Regions from separate parts of the Sus scrofa genome. Here all the other regions are linked to region 4. The links are chromatin contacts, called in public HiChIP or PLAC-seq maps. All regions are on one chromosome and are shown on one strand. Each heading gives the region's core, a stretch centred on a gene start, on an enhancer-like site or on the middle of the called end of the contact. The rest is flanking DNA. Distances are from core to core; before and after follow the strand shown.

The links. HiChIP or PLAC-seq counts read pairs in DNA pulled down with a chosen protein or histone mark.
Region 1: a contact with region 4 is called in an H3K27ac HiChIP or PLAC-seq map of skeletal muscle. The contact joins two enhancer-like sites. A contact is called at or near these places in 2 of 47 Hi-C or Micro-C datasets (both in embryonic fibroblasts) and 1 of 2 datasets of contacts at active chromatin or transcription factors (skeletal muscle).
Region 2: an H3K27ac HiChIP or PLAC-seq map of skeletal muscle shows a contact between it and region 4. The contact joins the promoter of C9H1orf21 here to the enhancer-like site in region 4. A contact is called at or near these places in 1 of 5 promoter capture datasets (skeletal muscle), 6 of 47 Hi-C or Micro-C datasets (embryonic fibroblasts, heart right ventricle, psoas muscle and 2 more) and 1 of 2 datasets of contacts at active chromatin or transcription factors (skeletal muscle).
Region 3: an H3K27ac HiChIP or PLAC-seq map of skeletal muscle shows a contact between it and region 4. The contact joins two enhancer-like sites. A contact is called at or near these places in 1 of 47 Hi-C or Micro-C datasets (epiblast stem cells) and 1 of 2 datasets of contacts at active chromatin or transcription factors (skeletal muscle).

Annotation. Positions count from the first base shown.
Region 1 is chr9:125,591,191-125,594,445 of Sscrofa11.1, reverse strand. No RefSeq gene overlaps it. Among named protein-coding and RNA genes, the nearest start is that of C9H1orf21, 20 kb to the left of the region's middle. Within about 2 kb of position 1,840, at least 3 of the 83 cell types and tissues checked have an H3K27ac peak or open chromatin away from gene starts, as enhancers often do. A contact at or near this core is called in skeletal muscle, where this site is marked.
Region 2 is chr9:125,611,730-125,614,807 of Sscrofa11.1, reverse strand. C9H1orf21 reads right to left here and starts at 1,726. Exons shown (of 6, transcript XM_003482739.3): 1 at 1,302-1,726.
Region 3 is chr9:125,708,797-125,711,741 of Sscrofa11.1, reverse strand. All of the region lies in intron 2 of C9H1orf21, which reads right to left. Among named protein-coding and RNA genes, the nearest start is that of C9H1orf21, 97 kb to the right of the region's middle. Within about 2 kb of position 1,466, at least 5 of the 83 cell types and tissues checked have an H3K27ac peak or open chromatin away from gene starts, as enhancers often do. A contact at or near this core is called in skeletal muscle, where this site is marked.
Region 4 is chr9:125,322,358-125,325,445 of Sscrofa11.1, reverse strand. The region is part of intron 4 of TSEN15 (tRNA-splicing endonuclease subunit Sen15); the gene reads right to left. Among named protein-coding and RNA genes, the nearest start is that of TSEN15, 23 kb to the right of the region's middle. Within about 2 kb of position 1,540, at least 2 of the 83 cell types and tissues checked have an H3K27ac peak or open chromatin away from gene starts, as enhancers often do. A contact at or near this core is called in skeletal muscle, where this site is marked.

The DNA of each region.
Region 1 (3,255 bases), core at 591-3,090, 270 kb before region 4:
CCAAAATGGAGCCTCCAGTATCTTCAAGTCTCTAAATCCTCCTTGACATGCTGTTTGCAAATAATTAGTTTGTTCATGCATTCATCCAACCAACAGTGATTGAATGTCTATTATGTGTAGTGCACGGGGCATGTGGAGAAAATTTTGAGGAGCTTGAACTTTGGTTCTGGCAGTGCCAATGTTAATGTTACAACAACAGACAGATAAGAAAATGCCAGCAGTTGCATAGTAAGGCCCATCCTTCCTTGTTTCTGTGTCTGGTATAAATGGCACTACCATTCTGTTTTAGGCTGGTGAAATATCAAAGTTAATGGCTCATCAGGTCTTCATGAATGAGTGGTCAATATACCTAGTGAGACATGGCCTGGTGTTGGAGACAAGCTAGGTCTATAAAAGAAGAAACTGGAGTTCCCGTTGTGGCACAGTGGAAATGAGTCTGACTGGTAACCGTGAGGTTGCGGGTTCGATCCCTGGCCTTGGTCAGTGGGTTAGGATCTGGCGTTGCCGTGAGCTGTGGTGTAGGTCACAGACGCGGCTTGGATCTAATGTTGCTGTGGCCATGGTGTAGGCTGGCAGCTGTAGCTCCGATTTGACCCCTAGCCTTGGAAACTCCATATGCTGCAGGAGTGGCCCTAAAAAGCAAAAAAAAAAAAAAAAAAAAAAAAAAAAAAAAAAAAAAAAGAAGAAGAAGAAGAAAAAGAAACTAAGAGAGGAATAATGAGTAAAAAATCTTTTTTCCAACAGAAAAATCCCCGATACTAAGATGCAGGTTTTTGGAGTAAGCAGACACTAAGTATAAGACAACATTCTCTCACATCTAATTATATGGCTAACATAGATATGTTAGTTAGGATGCTTTAGGCAGTAAGAACATAATCCACCAAAAGTGGCTTAGATAAGAAAGACATATACTATCTCACATAATAATGAAATACAGAGGTCAGGTAGTATCTGGGTCTCTAATTCAGCAGCTCAAGGGGAAATAAAGATGATGCTTTCCATCTTTCTACTGCATCATTCTCACCACGTTGCCTTTTGGCTCCAGACATGTTCTTTTACGGTTACAAGATGGTTACAGCAGCTCTAAGCATCACATCCTCAAATCTATATATAGTGGCCTAACAAGAAACATCTTCCTTTGCATTCCTTTTGAACAACAAGAACTTCCCCAAAGCTCTTTCTACTCTCATAATTGGCCAGAATTAGAAGTCACATGCTTATTCCTAAGCCAATCACTGGCAAAGGATGCTGAATTACCACAATGTTGCCAAACCATCAATTTGAACCTCTGGGGCTGGGGAGGAGGCCAGCATTCCCTGAAGAATATGTCCATCTGATTCCTGAACAAAATGGAAATTGGCTGGTGGCAGGAAAATATGGGTCTGAGGTAGGCAGCCGGAGAGACAACCACAGCAGAGTTTCAAAGCAGAAGTCCCTCCAGGCCAGGGGCGATTCCATTAAGGGGACCTTCCCTGATGACCACTGGGCTTGACCTTGCTTCACAGATGAGCTTCTCTTACAGGAATGAGTTTTGCTGATCTTTAGGATAGCTGCTAAGGACACCCTGTGCTGTATATTCTGCTGGTTCATATTACGCCACCTTGACCTGAAGCCAAATTATGCATAAGCGTTCTAAAATGGTTTATGGCTAGGGGAAGGCGGGCTGATGTCATTTGTCAAATGTGGCACTCTAGAATTATCTTACCAATATAAAACCAGGCAAAAGCTTTTCCACAGGAAAATGTGTTTTTGAAACAAGAATGAACACCCTAGAACTTACTTCATGTGGAATAATGGAATAACAGACTCAGCCCATTGCAGTAATGGTGAGGGGAGTGAAAAAATGGTGACCAGTGACCAGGTTTAAACTCAGAGAAAAATGAAAATGGGTGGTGCTTCTTGAGTTGATCCTTCTTTGTAAAAGTGAAATTATGAGCTCCTTAGAAATGGAGAAGTTTGCTTTTTATATTCAAATTACTCAAAGGTAGAAGGGACTTATTAATATACTTTAAAAAATATCCCTAGCATGCCTAACATACTGCTTTATACATAGTATGAATAGCTATCTTTTGATCAATGGATTGCAGTGAGGTTCCTTCATGAAATCACCAAACCAAGAAGAAGACCCAAGTACTGGCTACCTTGGCAATATCAGTAGGGAAAAGCTTACTTGACAGACGTAGAAGCTAGCCCTGAGTTTATATCTGAGGTTCTCAGCTATGGCTACACGTTGAATCACCTGCAGGGCTTTCAACACCTATACCTTGGTCCTATCCCCAGAGTGTCTGATTTGGTATAAAGCTTGGGTATTGACATGGTTTAAAGGCTCTCCAGGTGATTCTGATGTGCAGTCAAGGTTGAACTACTGCATCAAAATCACCTGGAGGGTTTATTAAAACTCAGGTTGCTGGGCTAAAATTCAGAGTTTATGATCCAGCCAATCTGAGGTGGGGCCCCCAAATTTGTATTAACAAGTTTCCAGGAGCTGCTGCTGCTAGTGGTTGGAAGGGACACACTTTAAGAACCCCCACTCTAGAGCACAGTGTAGCCAACCCACAAACTCATATAAGTTGTAAGTCTATGCAGGTTATCTAGCTGGAGGTCTGTTCTTGTGTGGCCATAGCGAAGAATGGTCCTACATTTTGAAAGGGTCGTAAAGAAGCTAAAGCAAAGCAGCAGTGATAAAAATAAAGAAAAATATGCCACACAAACCGTGTGGCCTGCAAAGCCTAAAATATTTAATATCTGGCCTTTTACAGAAAATACTTGCTGATTCTTGCTCTAGAGGTTCTTGAGGTCCGATCGAAAAAAGCAAGAATCCTAAAGGGTAAGAGAAAAATTTTGATGAGAAAAATTGTTCTAGAGGCATGGGGGGAGCTCTAAACAGCTGAAAGATTATTAACCCCCTACTATGTGTCAAGAGAATGGCATAATTTCATTTAGCCTGACAACAATGCTATTATTATCACTCCTGTTTTATAGATCAGGAAATCGAAGCTCAAAGAGACATTTATTTACTTACTCGTATAGAAAGCTAGTACATGATAAAAGATTTCTATCAACTACCCTAGGTCCTAGGAAAAGCTCAGAATTCTGTTTAGAAATGGATGTCTCCCAGAGCCAGTCTAAAAATATAATAAGCAATAAAAACCTGGACTTTTTTCTAGTGGCTCAATTCAATTTGTTATTGACGGTGTTGCAGGCACTCTGCTACAAAAATATGTCAACTATTATACTTACCCTCATGGAACTTAC
Region 2 (3,078 bases), core at 477-2,976, 290 kb before region 4:
AAAAAAAAAAAATTAAAAGTGCTACATAGAATTCATGGTGTGTCAGCCCAGCTCCCAAAGTCTGAGTCAGAGCATATGTGTCTTTACCGAGGTTCTGTGTGACCAGGGTGTATCACTTTCAGACTTGCTCCAATAGCTGAACTTTAGGGCTTGTCTTCCAGCCACGTAGAACACAAGCGCTATCTATTTTAAAACAATTTTCCTACCCCGCATGCGATGGAAGATACCTCATACATAGGTCGTCAACTTCCTACTGGAAACCAAACACTTCGATCTCAAATTGTGCTTGTCATCCCCCAGGATTAATGAGTTGTTGTTGTGTATATATTTTTATCTCTGACCGTGCAACTCTTGGAGCAAAGAAAGCCACCTCAATTTCCACCATCGTGCCTGATCCAATTCAGAGCTTTAGAAGAGGGATGAATGGGAAATGAGAGCCTCTAAACCCAGGGGCTTCTCTCACACAAACGGTAGGAGCTGGGGGGGGGGGGGAATCCCTCGGAGGAGGTGGGGGGCAGGGTGGAAGATGGGGAAGGACATCGAGCAGAAGACCAGAGGCAGCTGCGGCGGCCGCACTCCGAGAACTGCCTGCAGAGGGGAGTGAAATCTTTCCCTTGTACAATAACGAAGCACCCTCTGGCTGCCTCGCATGGGCACGAATAATAAATACATCGAGATGGGCAAACAGCTGCACGGAAACAAGCCACCCCAAAAAGGTCAAAACTTCAAAAATCCCAGGGATCACAGCACCCACACAAACACATCAATCTGTCGGAGCGGGAGAAGAGACTTGGAGATTTAGCAAAGGATTCTAAATTTTGTGTTTTCTTCCAAGCTCTGGCTTGCAAAGTACGGCGGCTACAGGCAAAGCTCGAGAGGAGCAGGAAAGGCTGAGGGCGGCGGGGGTGCGGGTGGCAAGGGAGGGGTGTCGAACCCCAGCCACCCAGGCCTCAATGTGACCAAAGTCGTCAGCAGCCCCAACCGCATCCCAGTCCCTCCGCCCCGGCCAGCAGACGCCCCCTCCAGCTCCCCGCACCCCAGCTTCCGTCCCCTGCAGCCCCGCCGGCCCCGCAGCGGCGGCGGTAGCCCCAGCAGCCCCAGCAGCCCCGGCCCCAGCCGCCCCAGCCGCCCCAGCCCGGGCCGCGGGCCGGCAGCGCCAAGACCGCGGCTCGCATCCCCGCCGCGCGGCAGGCACCCCGCAGGCCTCCCTCCCAGCCCACCCGGGCGCGCCGGGGAGCGGAGCCCGGGCGGGCTGCGCCGCCAACTCCCGCCGCCCCGGGCTGGCGGGGGCTCACGCTTACCTTGGGCGCTCGCGGGGGGGCTGAAGGTGGCAAGCCTCCCGCCCCCCGCCCGGGTGCTCCTCGCCTGTTTTCTTCCTCCCTCCTCCTCCTCTTCCTCCTCCTCCCCACAGTCAGACGGGGTCTCCCCCTCCTCCCAGCTGCCGGGAGTAAGAGCCTAAGCCCCCGAAGCCCGGCCCGCGTGCGTGCGTGCGTGCGGGAGGCGGCGGCGCGCGGCCAGCTCGCCAGTAACTGAGCGCGGCGCGCGGCTCCCAACTCAAGTGTGAAAGAAGCGGCGGCCGCAGCGGCCGCGGCACGGAACGTCCCCCCGGGAGTGGGCAGGGAGCGAGCTGGAGCCGGCGGGCTGCGAGCAGGGGAGGGGACCGGGACGGAGGGAGGGAGGGAGGGAGGGAGGGAAGGAGGGGACCTCCTCGCCCAGTCACTCACTCGAGGGGCGGGAGCAGCCGGCCACGCCCCCACCGCTGGCCCCTCCCCGCGCCCGGCTCCCGCGCGGGTCCAGCTCCCCGCCTCGCCCCCGGGAGGGGCCTGCCCTGCCGAGGCCGTGAGGGCGCCCCGCACCCTGGAGCAAGAGACTGGGCGAGGGGGGTGCCAGGGCTGCAGAAAAGGAAAGAGGACGAGCACGGGCGTGTGTGTCTGTCTCCGTTTGTGTGTATGTGTGTGTGTGTGCGCGCGCGCGCGCGCATCCAGCACCGGCCGGCCAGCGGGAAGGGAGACCCCGGCGGGAAAGCTGCGTCCTGAGTCTGGCACCCGGGCAGTGGCGTGGGAGCCGCGGGGCCGCTCGGAGGCCCGGACGGCCCAGTTCTGCGAGAAACCCCAGCCAGCCCTTGGGCCCAGCCGCGGGGCTGCGCCTGCTGGAAGCCGAAGAAGGGAAGGCCGGGCATCCTCGGCTCGCCGCGCGGCCCCTCCCCTTGCTGGACCGGCGGGCGCTCCCAGGCGGCCCCGGCCCCGACACCAAACCGCCTTCCTCCTGCCCTGGAGCCGCAGCGCCTGCAACGTGAATGGAGCGTTGGCTCCTGGGCAGAAGCGGCACTGGGGAGGGTAAGGAGCCAGCCGCGACCCCTCCCGAGACTTAGCGCCCTACAGCCCCTTTGGCCCCTCCCGGCCTCTTGGGACTAAAGGGCGGAGGCCGAGCCTGCGTGGCGTGTGAGATGATTGGGGATTCAGAAAGATCGCCGCCCACACTTCACCTGCTTGGTGTTTTGTGTATGTGGACACTCACAAGAGGTCAACCAATGTCTCACCCTTTGGGAGAAGGGATTTTTCTCCCTTTTCTGGTCCTATCGGGTGTGTTTCGTGTGCTCACCGAATTGATCTTTCAACATTGATAGCGATTGGATGCCTTTTGTGTGGCTTCCTCGCGCTTGGCTGCTCCTGTATTGCCCCAGACACGTGAGGAATGCCAGGCCTCCCGAGTGAGGACACCCAAGAAAACAATAGGGGCAAAAGATCCTCCCAAACCGAATTACTTCTCACTTTGGGCCCAGATATGTTGGAAAATGGGGAAGGACACATCAGAGCTGTGACAGTGATGACACACTTAATTGAAAAGCAAATTAATAATTTAGTTTAATGAAATGAGTTAATAACCCATCTACAATGGCTAGGAAGTCAGCCTTCTTGAGAGAAAAAAAAAAAAAAAAAAGGTTTTCCAGCGCTCTCACTTTTTTTGATTTGAAAGGCTGGTATTACACTGTTTTTGAAACTCACCTGTATTGCATTTTTTAAATTATCCATGTTCTAGTTGATTTTTCTCTGTGGATCCAGAACTCTTTGTAGTCTA
Region 3 (2,945 bases), core at 217-2,716, 390 kb before region 4:
TTGTGCATCTTTTTATTTCAGTTGTATTTATCCTATTTTGTATTTATTGTATTTATCCTATTATAATCTGTCTGTTGCCTGAGCTTCTCCTTAGTGCTTCACAAAGAAATGTCCTTCCTTCTATAAATATCCTCCCTGTACCGGAGAAACCCAAGAGGAGGAAAAGGCTGGACCACACCACATACACAAACACAACACACACACACACAGACTTATGTTTGATAAATAAAAATATATGCGCTAACTTCTATGGCGGGATTATTTATTATACCACACTTTAAGAGAAATAAGGTATAATACCATATTCACCACTCTTAAGCCATACATATACTTTACTTTTTTGATTTAAAGACGCACACACACACACACACACACTCACAAAAGAAAAAGTCGCAGCAATGCAAATATTCTAAACTACAAAATAAAAGAGCTACGTATTATGTGGACAATCAATAAACTTAAAGTTTGGAGAATGACACACCTGCGGTAAACAGGGTGTGCTTTTCCCCCAGCAGAGTCAAGGGAAACTGAGGCTGCTCAGACAATGAGGACACTAAATGGGCTTCACCCAGGGCACATCATGTGGCAAGTCCCAGTCTAAGGCCTTTCCATACATTGAGACACTTAAGTCCTCTCAAGGCAGGTAAGTGCTAGTATTCCCCACACTATGCAGATGGGGAAACTGAGGCAAGGAGAGCCTCAGTCATTTGCCAAGACTACATGTCAGTGAGTAGCTGAGCCAGGCTTGGAAACCAATTAGCCAGACTTCAGGCCTGTGCATTTACCAGGAGGATGCATTACCAAGACAGTGAAAATGGTCCTAATTACCACAGCAGAGTCTCCGGACATCCTGATATAAAAGCTGAGGTTCAAGTGGCCAGTTAACAATTATTTCACAAAGACTCTTGAGCAAAAGTGGGCTCAGATTTAATGACAGGCAGATCCCTTTCTCCTGAGAGGGGACTCACCCTTTGCCGTGAGTCTGCATTCTCAGTTCTAACCACAGTCCCACATCTTTAGTTAAGTGAACTCCTACCTTCAGCTTCCTTTCGTACCAAGTGGGGATTACAGCAATAATGGCTTGTGAAAAGGCCTTATAAACTGTAAAGTGTGACTCACATAGCTGTGCTTTCGATGCCGAGCAACAATTCAGGGACAAAGGAAACAGGCACAGTTAAAAGGCTCCAGGTGCAAAAGGAAGGTGCTGTGCAGCTCTGCAGAGACAGCTGGGGCCTAAAAGAGATCCAAACCCTGGACAGGTAAGGTCAGGTGTGCACTGCCAGGTGGCCGTTGCTAGCTAAGTGCTACCAGGCAGGTGCTGATGGCAAAACAAGTCCCTTTTGGCCACATCAGCCAGGATTCCAGGAAGAAGCCCTGGTTTTGAATTTCTGAATTCTGTGACATCACTCAGGAGAAAATAACCCTGAGGAGAATGCCATGAGTACAGAAACCCTCCCGCCTTCTCTCTTGTTGGCTGAGTCACTTTTTCAGAACTTCCCTCGGTAGAGACCAAGCCTTGCCCACAGCTCCAGTCCTCTGTGCTTTTTGCTGGACGGTACCCAAAGGCTGGGAGGCGAGGCTCCCAGCAGCATCTCTGCTGCCTGCTCCAGGGCCAAGTTCAGTCTTTTTTTCTGCCTGAGGAAGGGCTCCAGGCAGCTACAGAGAAGACTGGGCACCTGGAAGGTCAAGGGAGCAATGGAGGGAAACCCTTGAGACCGACAACCCAAAGGACACCACCAAGGGCCCTGCCGGCACTTCCCGCCAATGGCATCTGAGAACTTGCACGCTCCCTCATCTTACAATCAGGCTGCGTTGGAGCAATAAGTGACAAAGGGTCCTACTCTCCCGCTTATCTCTGTCTCTAATATTAAAAGAACAGGCTCCTGATACCGTTGGCAAGGGAAGGAAAATAGCACTTGGATTTTCCTCTTTTTTTTTTTGAAACATACAAAGTATAGCGCATTTCGTGACTTTCTGGCACAGAAAATTTTTCCAAACAGAAATTCAGACTGATTCCCCCTTGGCTAGATTAAATGCGGCATCCCGTGGCTTTCCAGTGTGGTCTGTTTCGAGAAGGATGAGGGGCAAAAGTGAAGAGGATGGGTCAGCTGAGCCCTATTTACCAGGAATGCTTGACTGCTCCTCGCCCCTGACCTTGCCGTAGGTGGCCCCTGCTGCTGACGCTGCTAACGTCTGGTCCTCCACGCAGCGCTGAGCAGTGGATGCCACTGGCATCTCCATGATGTAGACGAGGCAACTCAAGGCTCCTTGTCAAAGACAATGTGGGAAGCGGGGAAGCGGGAACAGATTTGGCTGGTGGGAGGGCATGGCTATGACTCTCTTACATGCCCAGGGTCTGGGCCTGTTCTCTCTCTCCTGTCACAGTAAGAAGCACCTATCAGACTGGCAGGAACTATAAAAGCAGAAAATAAAACCAACATGTTTCTGAGACCTTCTCTGAGTCAGACCCTGGCCTAAGCACCTTCACTTTGGAAGTGTGATGCGGAAGTGTGAGCCAGGGTGGGCTGGCTTCTATGATTTCATGAGCCCCGTGGGCACTTAAAGCCACTGAGACCTTTCTGAGGCTCAGCTTGAGACATTGTGGAATCTTCACAGACTAAACCCAGGGCCAGGTTCCTCACTCTTCTTTTTTTTTTTTTGGTCTCTTTAGGGATGCACTTGCAGCATATGAAAATACCAGGGATAGGGGTCAAATCAGAGCTGCAGCCGTCAGCCACAGCCACAGCCACTTGGAATCCGAGCCATGTCTGTGACCTACACTCCAGCTCAGAGCAACACCGAATCATTAACCCCCAAGCAAGTCCAGGGATCGAACCCACATCTTCATGGATACTAGTCGGGTTCTTTACTGCTGGAGCCACCATGGGAACTCCAAAATATGTTATTAAAATGAATTTCACCAGTGCCTTTTCTACTTAATGTGG
Region 4 (3,088 bases), core at 291-2,790:
GGTAAAAATTTTACTTTGCCTTTAAGTCAACAGATTGAACTTTCTCAATATAACAACAACAACAAAAGGTTCCAAAGTTCTATTTTAAAAATCACACGTGATTGTAAAGATGCTGAGGACAATGAAGCATCGCTAAAATGCTACAGTCTCATTTAACCTCTGGTTTTAATTTAGAAGACACAGAACAAAGTTTCCTTATGTGCCTATTTTTTTAAAAGCTCAGTTCTTTGGAAAAATAGAGATGTTTCATCACACAAATCTAATAATTTGGATAAAGCCTTCTACAGTTTATATTTGATAGAAATCCACATATGTAAAAGATAACCTATATATTAATAAGAAGAATTTCAGGTTTTTGAGTTCAATATATTTCAAGAGAAAAGTCCCACCTAAAGAAAGAGATAAATCAGTAATAATCACAGTTGTTAATCAAGAGTAACAGAATTTGGAGTTCCCGTCGTGGCGCAGTGGTTAACGAATCCAACTAGGAACCAGGAGGTTGCGGGTTCGGTCCCTGCCCTTGCTCAGTGGGTTAACGATCCGGCATTGCCGTGAGCTGTGGTGTAGGTTGCAGACGCAGCTCGGATCCCGTGTTGCTGTGGCTCTGGCGTAGGCGGGTGGCTACAGCTCCAATTCAACCCCTAGCCTGGGAATCTCCATATGCCGCGGGAGTGGCCCAAGAAATAGCAACAACAACAACAACAACAAAAAGACAAAAGACAAAAAAAAAAAAAAAGAGTAACAGAATTTGATGTCTACAACAGGTTTTTCTTTCTTATAACTGTTAAGAGAGGAGCTTAGCATTCTGAAAACAAAGTGATTCCAAATTTTAACAAAGCTAACGTTATTTGGCTACTGCCCTTCCTCCAAGGTACTTAAATACTTTCCATAAGCCTTAGCATTTGTGTTTTTGTAACAACCCTACAACAGAGACTAAGTAACCTCTGGAGATACGCACAGAGGACAAGAAATTTGAAGACAACATTAAATTTAATTTCAAATGTTGTCAAACTAGAATGCATCATAGGTTAAAATTATTATTAATTTCAACTCACACAAAGCAATATCTCCTTCTGTCATTTTTAATGTGGCCAAACTGATAAATGCTGCAGCTGCATCAACAAAAGACATTAACTCCCCGATCTGCCTCATTATGATTTATTTAAACAACACACCATAATGCAACTGCGGAACACAATGCAAATTAAACTTGTGCCCAAGGAGCCTTATCCACTCACAGGCTCGATCCTGAACAAAGTTTCAAGAGTAATAGACCACCTCCTTTTGAATCATGCCAATGCCTTCCTAGGAAAAAATCAAGGCAGCTGAAGTCCCAGGGGGTTATTGAACAATTAGGTGCCTGTGTGGCTATTCACCCTGGTGGGAAGCCATTCTGCGAAAATAAACTGTAAGGGTTTTTTTGTTTGTTTGTTTTTGAGGGTAAGAAAAAAAAAATGCTATGCCAGTTGAAGGAAGCTGCCAGAACTGGGAGTTTTAACAGTAACAGATTTCCAACAGAGGTAGTCTGAGGACACACATCCTGATATGCAGGGAAGCCAAATGACAGGAATCATTTTCCTAGTTATTATTAGACTTCAGGCCTCATATAAAATAATAGCCATTAATTTGTAATAAAGAACATAATTCTGGAGAGAGGAAATATTTTTTGATGATAGGAAAATGGAGTATCCTTCAAAAAACATGTAACATTTCAGACTTAAGTCTCATAACTAAGAACATCTTTTAAAATGTTCTAAAGAAGGAACTAAATTGTTTCTAATAACTCTTTACTCCACCATTAATATAAGCCCTTCTCCTAAGGCACAAAGGAAAAAGAAGGGTTGAATGGTGAAGGGAGTGGTGGTACTGGCAGGGGAGGAAGATATGGGTGAAAAAGAATTTAACTAAAAGGTAAGGAAACTATTTATAGCACTGGCAGAGTGGCTCTTCAGACTTCTGACTGTTCTCTATCCTGGGAGGTATACAGTTATAGTTACAGGGTAAAGTGTGGTAATAAGCAGTGATAAACCTTGCAAGCAGATGAATTCTGAAGACATTCTAATTTCTTAGAAACTCTTGAAAGGCTGCTTGCAGCACATCTTTGTGTTCTTTAAGATATTATTCAGCAAGTCTCTGCTGCAGGAACTGAAGAGTTTAAGAGAATCATTCATTCATCCAACAAATACCTATTTAACACCAAACACAAGGCACCAGGCAAGGCACTGGGAAAAAGAACGAACACAACAAAGCTCCTGCTTCCATAGGGGATGTGGGGAGGAAAGAGAGTAAACAAACAAACAAACAAAAAAGCCCACTATACAATATACTGAGTAGCAATAAATGCAGTAAGTGTTATAAAGGAGGGCCACTTCATAGGTTGCATTAGTACAAGAGGTGAGATGACAGTAGCTTACACCAGAATGATGCAGTATAGCAGAAGTGGCGAGAAAAGGTCAGATTTTGGATATACTTTTAAGGGAGAACTGACAGATTTTGTTAACAAATTAATTTGGCAGTCTGAGAACTGGGTGGACTAAAACTAATAAGAGATTATAGCAAGGTTAATGTGTCAAGATCAATTGCTTTCCTGTACACCAGCACTGAACAACTGGAATTTCAAATAAAAAACACAACATTTACATTGGCATCAAAAAAGTGAAATGCTTAGGTATAAACCTAAAAAAATATATGTACAGGATCTATATAAGGAAAACTGTAAAACTCTGATGACAGAAATCATAGACGATCTGAATAAATGGAGAAACAGTCCATAATCATGGATTGGAAGGTTCAAATATTGTTAAGATGCCAATTCTTCTTATTGTGATCTATAAATTAAGCACAATCCCAAACAAAACCCTAGCAAGCTATTTTGTAGATACTGACAAACTGATTCTAAAGTTTACATGAAAAGGCAAAAGACCTAGAATAGCAACACTGAAAAATACCAAAGAAGAACAAAGTGAGAGTACTGACATGACCCATCTTACTTACTTTTAAGCTATAGTAATTAAGACTATGTGGTACTGACGAAGGAATAGACACACAGGTTAATGAACTAGAATTAGAGAGCCCAGAACTGACCCAT